Linked DNA regions of Mus musculus: regions 1 and 3 are each linked to region 2. A link is a contact called in public HiChIP or PLAC-seq data. All regions are on one chromosome and are shown on one strand. The core of a region is the stretch at or near the end of the contact, and the rest is flanking DNA. Distances in the headings are between cores, read along the strand shown. Region 1 holds the start of Mkrn2 (makorin, ring finger protein, 2). Region 2 overlaps Syn2 (synapsin II). Region 3 overlaps Raf1 (v-raf-leukemia viral oncogene 1).

What was found. HiChIP or PLAC-seq counts read pairs in DNA pulled down with a chosen protein or histone mark.
Region 1: a FOXA1 HiChIP or PLAC-seq map of pancreatic cancer cells shows a contact between it and region 2. The contact joins the promoter of Mkrn2 here to the enhancer-like site in region 2. A contact is called at or near these places in 6 of 39 promoter capture datasets (the 3T3-L1 cell line, embryonic stem cells, hippocampal neurons and 2 more), 1 of 15 datasets of contacts at CTCF or cohesin (the NIH/3T3 cell line), 24 of 484 Hi-C or Micro-C datasets (the AML12 cell line, the C2C12 cell line, the G1E-ER4 cell line and 13 more), 8 of 115 datasets of contacts at active chromatin or transcription factors (DN3 thymocytes, astrocytes, embryonic hindbrain and 5 more) and 3 of 9 other capture datasets (adipose tissue, liver and macrophages).
Region 3: an HNF4G HiChIP or PLAC-seq map of pancreatic cancer cells shows a contact between it and region 2. The contact joins two enhancer-like sites. A contact is called at or near these places in 1 of 39 promoter capture datasets (cranial neural crest) and 1 of 115 datasets of contacts at active chromatin or transcription factors (pancreatic cancer cells).

Annotation. Positions count from the first base shown.
Region 1 is chr6:115,599,905-115,603,296 of GRCm38.p6, forward strand. Mkrn2 (makorin, ring finger protein, 2) reads left to right here and starts at 2,034. Exons shown (of 8, transcript NM_023290.3): 1 at 2,034-2,109. The coding sequence starts at 2,084.
Region 2 is chr6:115,219,232-115,222,980 of GRCm38.p6, forward strand. All of the region lies in intron 1 of Syn2 (synapsin II), which reads left to right. Among named protein-coding and RNA genes, the nearest start is that of Timp4, 31 kb to the right of the region's middle. Within about 2 kb of position 2,355, at least 43 of the 459 cell types and tissues checked have an H3K27ac peak or open chromatin away from gene starts, as enhancers often do. A contact at or near this core is called in the C2C12 cell line, the HL-1 cell line, cortical neurons and 1 more, where this site is marked.
Region 3 is chr6:115,649,190-115,652,931 of GRCm38.p6, forward strand. The region is part of intron 1 of Raf1 (v-raf-leukemia viral oncogene 1); the gene reads right to left. Among named protein-coding and RNA genes, the nearest start is that of D830050J10Rik, 25 kb to the right of the region's middle. Within about 2 kb of position 1,977, at least 92 of the 459 cell types and tissues checked have an H3K27ac peak or open chromatin away from gene starts, as enhancers often do. A contact at or near this core is called in pancreatic cancer cells, where this site is marked.

The DNA.
Region 1 (3,392 bases), core at 784-3,283, 380 kb after region 2:
TCAGCACAATTCAAATCACTCTCAGTAACAAAGTCTTCCGTATTCCTGCTAGGATAACCCACTAATCCCTTTTTAAAGCATTCCACTGCTTTCCAAATCCAAAGTCCCCAAATCTATATTCTTCCAAACAAAAGCATGGTCAGGCCTAGCACAGGGTTTTACTGCTGTGAATAGACACCATGACCAATACAAGTTTTATAAAGGACAACATTTAATTGGGGCTGGCTTACAGGTTCAGAAGTTCAGTCCATTATCATCAAGGCAGGAACATGGCAGCATCCAGGCAGGCATGGTGCAGGTAGAGCTGAGAGTTCTACATCTTTGTCTTTTTTTTTTTTTTTTTTTTTGAGACAGGGTTTCTCTGTATAGCCCTGGCTGTCCTGGAACTCACTTTGTAGACCAGGCTAGCCTCGAACTCAGAAATCCACCTGCCTCTGCCTCCTGAGTGCTGGGATTAAAGGCGTGAGCCACCACGCCCGGCTCTGCATCTTTGTCTTAAGGCTGCTAGTGGGAGACTCACTTCCAGGCAGCTAGGATGAGGATCTTAATGCCCACACTCACACTAACACACCTACTCTAACAGGGCCACACCTTCAAATAGTGCCATTCTCTGGGCAAGCACATACAAACCATCACAGGCATGCACTACCACAATTGGCCGTGGGCACAGTCTTCTGCAGATCTTTTGTAGGTAGCCACAGCTACTGAGTGTTCCTAAGTCTAAAGCTATGTCATGTCGGGAGACAGCATTCCATGGCACTCTCCCAACCCTCCAGCTTTTACATTCTTTCTCCCCCTTCCATGATATTCTCAGAGCCTTGCTAGCAAGGTCAGGGTATTGGCACACATGTTCTATTTAGAGCTGAGCATTCAGAAGTCCTTACCTGTTTTTACAGTGTACCACCTCTATAAAATGAAAAGAATACCCATAATGTTTCCAGAGTACTATGCTGTTCATTTTTTCTTCTTCTTCTTTTTTAAATTTATTTATTATATGTAAGTACACTGTTGCTGTTTTCAGACACACCAGAAGAGGGCACCAGATCTCATGATCTCATTTCGGCTGGTTGTGAGCCACCATGTGGTTGCTGGGATTTGAACTCAGGATCTTCAGAAGAGCAGTCAGTGCTCTTAACCGTTGAGCCATCTCTCCAGCCCCCTGCTGTTCATTTCTATACAATGCCAACTCAACACAATAAACCAGGAGACACTTTTTCAAAGCTGATAACACAACTGTAGTTTGCAAAAATCCAAATTATATATATGTACATACTGCTTCAGTGTCTGCCTCCAGATTCCTGCCTTGAGTTATGTACGTATGTATGTATGTATGCATGTATGTATGTATGTATGTATGTACACAAAAAGATCAGTACGGGGAGAGGATATTTGGTGTGGATATAATCAAATACATTGTACACATGTATGAAATTATCCAAAAATAAATAAATAAATAAAAATTCTTACTAGAGGATGGCTCAGTGGTTAGGAGCACTGGCTGTTTAGTTGGGGACCAGGGTTCAGTTCCCAGCACCGACATGGTAACTCACAATCGTCTGCAACTCCAGTTTCAGGTGATCTAACTCCCTCTTCTGGCTTGCACCAGCACTGCATTCCACTTGGTGTACAGCCACACATGCAGGCAAAAACACTCATATCATAAAATAAAGATAAATAGTAAAATTACTTTTATCATCATTAACATCATCAATCATCATCATCATCATCTTAAAAGACTGCCTTGAGAGATGGGGGCCGAACCCTAGAAGTAAGGGCCTCGCAGATGATTGGTAAATTCAGTATACTAGACATGCTCAGACCCTTAGCCTCAGAAAGTTGGGATCCGGACTACTAAGGAGTAGGGACCTTCCGGCTCCAGGCCCTGGCGGAACCCATTGTGATGGTGGTTAGGTTTCCGGGCGGCACCTTAGAAGTAGCGCACGAACGAGGGTGGCGCGCGCAGGAGTGACGCGACTCCGCGGGGGGCGGGGCGGGGCGGGGAAGGGCGGGGCGGGGCCGGGCTGGGCCACGGCGCTGGCGGCTCTGAGGTTTCAGTGCGACTCCAGCCCGTGGCCCCGCCGCCATGAGCACCAAGCAGGTCACCTGCAGGTGAGTGCGCGGCCCCTCTGGGCCTTGGGCGCTGCGGGGCAGCCAGGGAGGGAGGCGAGGGGCCGAGGCGGGCGGTGGCGGGGGGCGGACAGCGCGGATAACGCGCAGGAAGGCCGCATAGAGGCTAGAGCGGCAAGAGCTGCTGCAACCGCGACTTGCAGAGAGTGAGCGAGGGCGATTGCGGGGAAACACGGGCAGGTCGCATTTCTTATCCAGCATCACCACTGAGCCTCCGAAGAGTCCCATTTCGAGATGCAGGAAACCGAGGCCACCAGAGGTAAAGCGACACCCATTTAGGAACAGAAAGGCGGCTTGTTAGACGAAGTGGAAAGCAGAAAACTATTCCGTGACTACTATTTTGAAACAAAAATAGTTGGGTTGAGTAGCAACGTACTAACTTGGTGACGAGCTTGTGGCTGTCATTGGGGTCTAGTCCTGTGAGTTTGCATGCTCAGGAGGTGCAGCTTGGGAAGTAAGGCTTGTGAGAATCCCGACTGTGGAAACCCAAATTTCAAAAGGCTCCAAAATCCAATACTCTTAAGATACCTAAATAGAAGGCGGGCGGTGGTGGCGCACGCCTTTAATCCCAGCACTGGGAGGCAGAGGCAGGTGGATCTCAGTTAGTTGAAGCCAGCCTGGTCTATAGAGGGAGTCCAGGACAGCAAAGGCTACACAGAGAACTTTTTCAGGGTATGTGTATAAGCATATGTGAAATGATGAATTCTGTGTTTAGACTCTTGTACTATCCCCAAGACCTTATGTACATGAAAATACTGTAAAGTACAAAAAAAATTAAAGACTCTCCTGAGCCCAAGCTTTTTGGATTAAAGGAGCCTCGGCTTATACAGACTTTAGTTGGTTTCAGTAAATTAAGAAATTGAGATGTAGTTTGGATATGTGGTAAGCATTTAATGACCTTGTTATTTCTCATTAGTGCAGACTCCTAGAACTAATACCTTTATGAAGAGTTCTGTTCGACTTAAGATATTAAGGGTTGAACCATGTACCAAGGTCCCAGGTGGTTTATGTTAAGTAGTAATCAGAAAACTGCAGTTTGTGTATGTCTGTGTGTGTCTGTGTGTATGCATATGCTAGTTTTGTGTTAACTTGACAAAGTTGACATGAGACATCATCATTTGGGAAGAGGGAACCTCTTGGTTGATAACTGATGTGGGAGGACCCAGCTCACTGTGGGTGGTGCCACCTCTGGGCTAGTGGTCCTGGGTGCAGTAAGAAAGGCTGAGCAAGCCAAGAGGGTCAAGCCAGTCAACAGCACTCTCCTT
Region 2 (3,749 bases), core at 1,105-3,604:
ACTGAACATAGAACTACCATATGATCCAGCTGTATTCCTGAGGATGCTTGAAGGAATCTAAGTCACATAATAGAGATATCTATATATTTAGGTTGCTGGCTGTCCTAAGTCAGGGTTTCAATTGCTGTGAAGAGACACAGTGAGTTTATAAGCAACTCTTACAAAGAAAAGTATTTAGTTGGAATTCACTTATATATAGTTCAGAGGTTTGGTCCATTATCATGGCGGGAAGCATGGTGGCACACAGGCAGACATGGTGCTGGAGAGATAGCTGAGAGTTTTACATCCAGATCAGCAGGAAGAGAGAGAAAAACTGAGCCTGGCTTGAATACTTGAAACCTCAAAGTCCACTCCCAGTGACACACTTCTTCCAATAAGGCCACACCTCCTAATAGTGACACTCCCTGAGCTTATGGGGGGGTGAGCATTTCATCCAAAACACAGTGGCAGTATTATTAATCAGATCAACCTAGATATTCATCAGTGGATAAAGAAAATGTGGTATATATACTCAATGGGGTTTTATTTGACCAGAAAGAAGAACATGAGTGTGTAATTTGCAGGAAACTAGATGGCACAAAAATTCTATTGGACAAGATAAGCCAGACTTAGAAAAACAAATATTCTATGAGAGAGAGACCATTGAGAAAAGGAAGGGGGTCCAGTATGAGCTGAAAATGGAGACATGGGACAGTAATGGATGGGGGGGAGATATGATCAAAGTACATTATATACAAGCATGAAAATGCAATAGTGAACCCACCACTTTGTTCAGTTAATGTACACTAATGAAAACTTAAAGTTTGGGATGTTTTTCTTTTGTAAGCCACTGTGAGAAAAAAAAAAGAAAATTAACAGTTATAAAAGTTGCCTGTTAGTCAGAAAAGTATCAGATTGTACATAAAGGAGTTGGCTGTCTCTACTAGCATGCATAAGTAAGCTTTTTAAAGCGATGGGCTCTTTTAGAAGTCATGTTTACTTGGAAATGTGTGTTCAAATATTAATGGGCATTGTTATGATCAATTATTTAAAGTATCAAATAAATGGAAAACTAGCATAAATATCTTAGAAAGTGAATATCTTAGAAAATTACTAGTAAGTTCTGAGACTTTCTAGTGGATGCCCATTAAAAGTTCCATTTGTTGATATTATTGTTGAATTTGTTTGTTTATTTGAGACACAGTTTCACTACATAGACCAGGCTAACCTTGAACCAAAAGAGTTTGTTCAGAGATGGTGAATGCCACTAGGCCTGGCTAAAGGTTTGGTTTTTGTTTTTCTAAGTAATGCTGTGTGTTGGAAGCATTGTGAAGTAAGTGAGTTCAGGGGTAGTGCTCCTTCCTCATCAGTTCTTACATGAAAATCGAGTAAGATGGATAAAGTGCTTAACTCAGAAACCAATGCTAAATATGTAGTAAAACACTATCCATTATTGACTTTATTGTACTTAAGATACTCTAGTGCCTGTGCATGGGTAAGGATTCCACTGTGCTTCTGCTAACATCATTTCCTTTTTAGTCCTTATGTTACAACTAGGTGAGACCTTTCCTTATCTGATGCCTGGTGGACAGTTGAGCCTTTAATAGGTGCCCAATCTAGTAGATCTTCTTTGAAAGAGTAAATGAATGAGAATTATCATATTTAAAGAGTTTATAGAATATGTTTCACTATAACAGTACTAAACAATCCTCTTCAAATAAATATGTTCGAAGACTAAAAGGGGTACGTCTTCAGGATTGGGTTGGTTCTTAGAACTTCTCTTCAGGGCTTGTTGAGTGTGAGGATTGTTTCGGATCATTAGCAGTGGCTAGAAGTAAAGACACATTGACAAAGAAGAGAGCCAGACCAGGCCCCGGCATGAATTTCCCATTATACCAACATTCCCACAAGATTCCCATGGTGCGATCTTGTCCACTTTTCTCCTCTAAGCTTCAGTTTCTCCATCCGTGACGATGAGAAGAAGGCACCTAAATATGGTCTCTCTTTCCTGTTGCTATACTCAAGTGCATCTGGGACACCATGGCACATGTCTTCCAGGACAGTGCCAGGTCTCCTTCCAGCCTGCCAGCATCAGTTGTGAAGACTGCATCTCCCCCCGAAGTGATGCCAGCTGGAAAATTGTGGAATGGAATGTGCCACCTGCGCTGGGATTTGGAAATCCAAAGCATTATTGCTTTGAGATATGAAAATGTTTCTGCTGAGCTATGCGAGTGAGTGGGCTGACAGTGCCAGCCACCGCAGCTTACACTTGGCCTGAGAAAGGAGGCTCGAGCCTCCTCTGCTAATGAGAGTAGAGCATGGGGAGAGAGAGCACCCTGCGTCTTTGCATTTGCTCTGTGAATCATGGCCTGGTGATTCAGCAGCCTAAGAAGCAACACACCCATGAAGCGACAGAAAGCCAGCGTCACTGCGCTCTGCAATGCTAGGCCTTTCCCGGTCCTTGTTTCACAAGTGCTCCAGAAAGTAATCAGGATCTCTGTTCGACTTTAGTGTCCGGTTTTGGGGAGAATTACCTTCTCGCTGTAAAGAGGGGTGGGAAGGAACGTGGTCAGCCTCTGTTAGGTTTTTCCTAACAGGATAGGAATTTAACACAGGGCAAGATGAGCAACAACCTGCCTTGTTGATGCTGTGTTGTTGTTGTTGTTGCTGTAATATTGTTTTAGGGTCATGTCGTTCACACTGTCTTCAGATTTGTGATTTTCTGGCCTCTGCCTCCTGATGCTGGGATGACAGGTGTGTGCTATTAGACTAGGATCTATTGTTAGATCTTGAAGTAGTCAAACATTTCCTTTCTGTGAGCCTGCTATTAGAAGTTAAAAAGCCCCTAGGCAGAATCTTCTCTTAGAAAGCTGAGAGGAGATGGTGTTCTTGTTATAATGAGAATAAAATTACAAGCCTTTCATTAACTGCTATGTTAATTTATACCTGAAATAGAACATTAGGGGCTAGGGATGTACCTCATGGCAGAGTGCTAGCCCAGCACATACAAGGCCCTAAGTTTGTTCCAAAGAAGCAACAAGCCCTGTCCCCATGTTCCAAAAAACAAAGAAACAAACAAGCAAATAAAAACCAATTAAGTTAGAATTCAGCCCTGTCATATGTTAGAGTAAGTGTTCATTATAAATGTTTATTTTTTACACTTGTTTGAGCTGAGCATAAGATAAATACAGCAATTCCCATAACAGCAAAGTTCTTGCTATAATGTTCTTTACCTGTGTCTTTTTATCTCTGTCTCTCTGTCTCTGTCTCTCTCTCTGTCTCTGTCTGTCTGTCTGTCTCTCTCTCTCTCTCTCACACACACACACATACACACACACACACAGTGGGAAACAGAATTGGCTCACATACATATGGAGATTAAAAAGGTCTCAGATTTGCAGTTGGCAATCTGGAGACACTGGTGCGCCAGTAGAAGTTTCAGCCTGTGTTTAGAAGCAACTTGGTGACAGTCTAACAGACACACACACAGAGAGACACACATACACACACACAGAGAGGGAGAGAGAGAGAGTTAGAAGACAATATGCTTTACTTAGTCTACTGATTCAAATGCTAATCTGATCTAAAACCACTTTCACGTGTTAAGAAATACTGTTTAAACAAATAACCGGGCACCTAGTACCCTACTCAAGTTGACACATGAAATCATCTGTCATAGGCATGAGTCACATAAAGTAGAAAGGAGTGAGGGTGAGCTGTTGAACAATGGGACTTGTAAGCTCTTTGAGAAACACATATCCTTCTCAGGA
Region 3 (3,742 bases), core at 727-3,226, 430 kb after region 2:
CACATAAGTCAAGAGAGAAAAGAACTTAAGACACAGGAAGCAATGGGACACTGAATATAGGAAAGAAGCAAAGGAAATTGCCAGCAGGCCAGAAGAGGCATACATGTGCCAGACATAGGAACCCCTAATGACCTGAGTCTAGAAACATCAAACTCCCACTAGCAATGTTTACATACACAAATGTTTTTCTTTTCTTTTCTTCTAAGGAAAAGAAGAAACAGCAGATAACCCACAATTAAGTTCCCATGCACCTATGGTCCTGCTGACAGGACACAGCACAGCACAGCTCACCTCAAAGGAATGAGAGAGAATTTATTCTAAGCCAAAAATGAGTGGCAGCAGCCTAGGAACGAGGACTTATGTGGCCTCAAATGACAAGCCTCATCATAGAAGTGGCTACAAGGGAAAGAAGTCATATGTCAACGTACTAACTGAGTTCACCAGCAGGAACAGAGCAAGAGGATGCAAGGGGAGCGGGGCGTTCTACTCCAGGCTCCAGATCCACCCAAGCCACAGTGAGACTGGGGATGGGTGGAACCTAAAGGTCTGTTCAGAGGACAGTTCAGAGGTTTTGCTTGATATCCAAGTGTTTGACCAAATAGATGCTTGGACAATGAATGACTATTAAGAGGACTAAAGGTAGCCCAAGATAATTCACTCAGAACATTCTAACTCTCCACAATTAAAGAAGTTCTAATTCAGTCTTCTAGAAACCTTCTACACAGATATGCTTTTTGTTTTACTTTTGTTTTCTGGGAACTTAGCCCCGTAAGCTTATTATCTTCCCCATGGAGGAAGCAGTAAGGCTTGTGCTGGGTTCTGAGAACTTCCTGGTGGCTGAACATGACTGACATAATCCAACAGGGCAGCACTTCACAAAACACAGGACACATCCCTCCTGGATGACTTTAAGGAATATGGGGCAAGGCACTGACTACAACCAATGACCCTAACAGGGGTTTGAGGGGGAGAAAGCCTCAGCTGGTGCTAGAAGGGCTTTGTTTGCATTTCTCTAATACTTCCTAATTTCTATCTAGCTCAAAGCCCTGGAGAAACCAGATAGTTAACTAAAGTAACACTGCTGACTTCCTTTTACCAAAATAGTATAGAAAGTATAATATTATATGCAACTCTCCTAGGAGCTCTGCTTAATCTCCACATTCTTACAAGTTCTTATATAACACTGCTGTTCCTTGATTTGAGGTAAAATAATAAATATAAATAGTGAACCAGAGCCAACGAAGTGGCTCTCTTGGGTAAAAGCACTTGTCATTCAAGCCTGAGTTCAATATCCAGAAGCCATAGTGCAAAGTGACACATGACTCTTATTAAGTTGTCCTCTGTTCTCCACATTTGAACCATAGCAAGCACATATGCAGTCACATGCCATAAACACACAATAATCATAAATAAATAAAAATGTAAAAGGTAGGGAGGGCCAGAGAGATGCTGGGCGTGTAGACGGCTTGACATCAACCCTGTCCTGAGTTTGATCACCTCTACTCACACGGTGGACGATAAGAACCAGCATCAAGCTGCCCTCTGATCTCCACATGTGCCCCATGGCACAAACACACACTCACACTCATGCATGCACAAAATGAAGGAATACATGTTGGGTGCAATGCAGTACATTTTAAGTACAGCAGCTCACTGCTCTTCTGTTAGGTGAGAAAGGCAAAGGCCTTTAGTGGAACACTATGCTAGCAGAAAAGATGTCCTTTACATAATATGACCTTGTACTTAACAGTTCCTAGAGCCCAGGGAGGCTAAAAGATGGCACTGGAGCCCCTGGAACTGGAGTTACTGATAATTGAGTTGTGAGCTGCCACAAGAGGACTGGGACCACACCCCAGTCCTTTGCAAGACCAGCCAGTACACTTAACCTCTCAACCTCTGAGCCAGAACTCCAGCCCCACCCCAGGCTTTTAAACAAACCTAATCACCATAAAATTCTAGACCTGACCTAAAGTCTGTCAGTTCACTTCCACTCTCCTGTACCTCCAGCAGTCTCTTGCTAAACAAAGCCTGTCCTCTGTCATCTCTCCTGCCTCAAAGCAAACATCAAGGGTCATTTCAAAAGCTGCGTGGCTTCCCCTGCCCACCCTGTTTTCCTAGACAGGGGACCTCATTGTAGCCCAGCCTAGCCTCTCTAGCCTCCACCTCCTAAGTTCAGGGATCACACAAGTGTACCAGCACAGCTGACTGTTCACAAGCAGTCTACAGAGTTCTCTTTCAGCAAAGTGAGATGCACAACCTACACTTCCCTTTAAAGGAACACTTATGTTCATTTAACAGCCATCTCCCTCACACTCTAGCCCCAACCTTGAAAAATTACAGCAGAATCAAAGCTGGAACTTGATCTTAAATGGAGACACTGGGCATGGGGTTCTTAAAACTGAAAACAGAAAAAAAAATTTTTTAATTAAATTAAATTAAAAAAACTGAAAACAGACAAACTCATGAGCATGTTGGGCCATGCGTATCAATACACAGGTCACTGTTAAAGGGGCAATAATCTCCACATTCATCTAGGGGTTTCAATCAATCCCTATTTATGGTTTCAATCCTGTGATAAAATATCATGACCAAAAAAAACTTGGGGAGAAAAGGGTTTATTTCATTTTACAGCTGTATTCCATCATCCAGAGAAGTCAAGGTAGGAACTTGAGACAGAAACCTGAGGCAGGAACAAAAAAAGCTGAGGCCATAAAAAGAGTGCTATTTGCTGGCTTGCTCCTCCTGGCTTGCTTTCTTATACTCCCAGGACCACCCACAGTGGACTGGGCTCCCCCATAATCAGTTACTGATTAAGAAAATGACCCACAGGTAGACCAATGTTATGGAAGCATTTTTCAACTGTGGCCCCCTCTTCTCAAATTATTCTAGCTTGTGTCAAGGTGACAAAAAATTTTTTTAATTTTTTTTAAAAATCAAACATTTTTGTAGAAGATGACAAGCTGATCCTAAAACTCATATGGAAACACAAATGACACAGAGAAGCCAAAACAGTCTCAACTTTTGGTTCGGGTTTTTTGTCATTGTTGTTTTGACTCAGGATCTAGACTATAGACTAGACTGGAATTTTTAGATTAACACAAGCTAACCTTGAACCACCTGTAACTCCAGAGGAACCCAGAATCCTCTTCTGGCCTGAGAGCATTTGTATTCATGTGGTACACAGAAACACACACACATACTCATAGAATAATAAATCTTTAAAAGTGGTTAACTTTTAAAAAGTTATTTTATTTATCTTTAATTTATATGTGTATATATATATATATCCTTATTATATATATAATTAAAGATAAATATCACATATGTGATATATATAAATATATATATGGGTGATATAGATATAGATATATGTATTGGTGTTTTGTCTGAATGTATGTCTGTGCATCATGTACATGCCTGGTGCCTATAGAGGCCAGAAGAGGACATCAAATCTCCTGGAACTGGAGTTACAGGTGGCTATATGTCAGCCAGTGTGAGTACTGGGAACCAAACCCAGGTCCTCTAGAAGAGCAGCCAACGTTCTTAATTGCTGAGCCCTCTCTACAGCCATAACCTCTTTTTTTAAGACAAGGTCTCGCTATGTAACCCTGGCTGGCCTGTAACTTGCAATGTAGGAGACCAGGCGGGCTGCCTGCCTCCACCTGCCAAGTGCTGGGTGGGAGTAAGGATATGCACCAGTATACCCAGGAAACTTTATTGTACATATATTTTGCCATTTCTT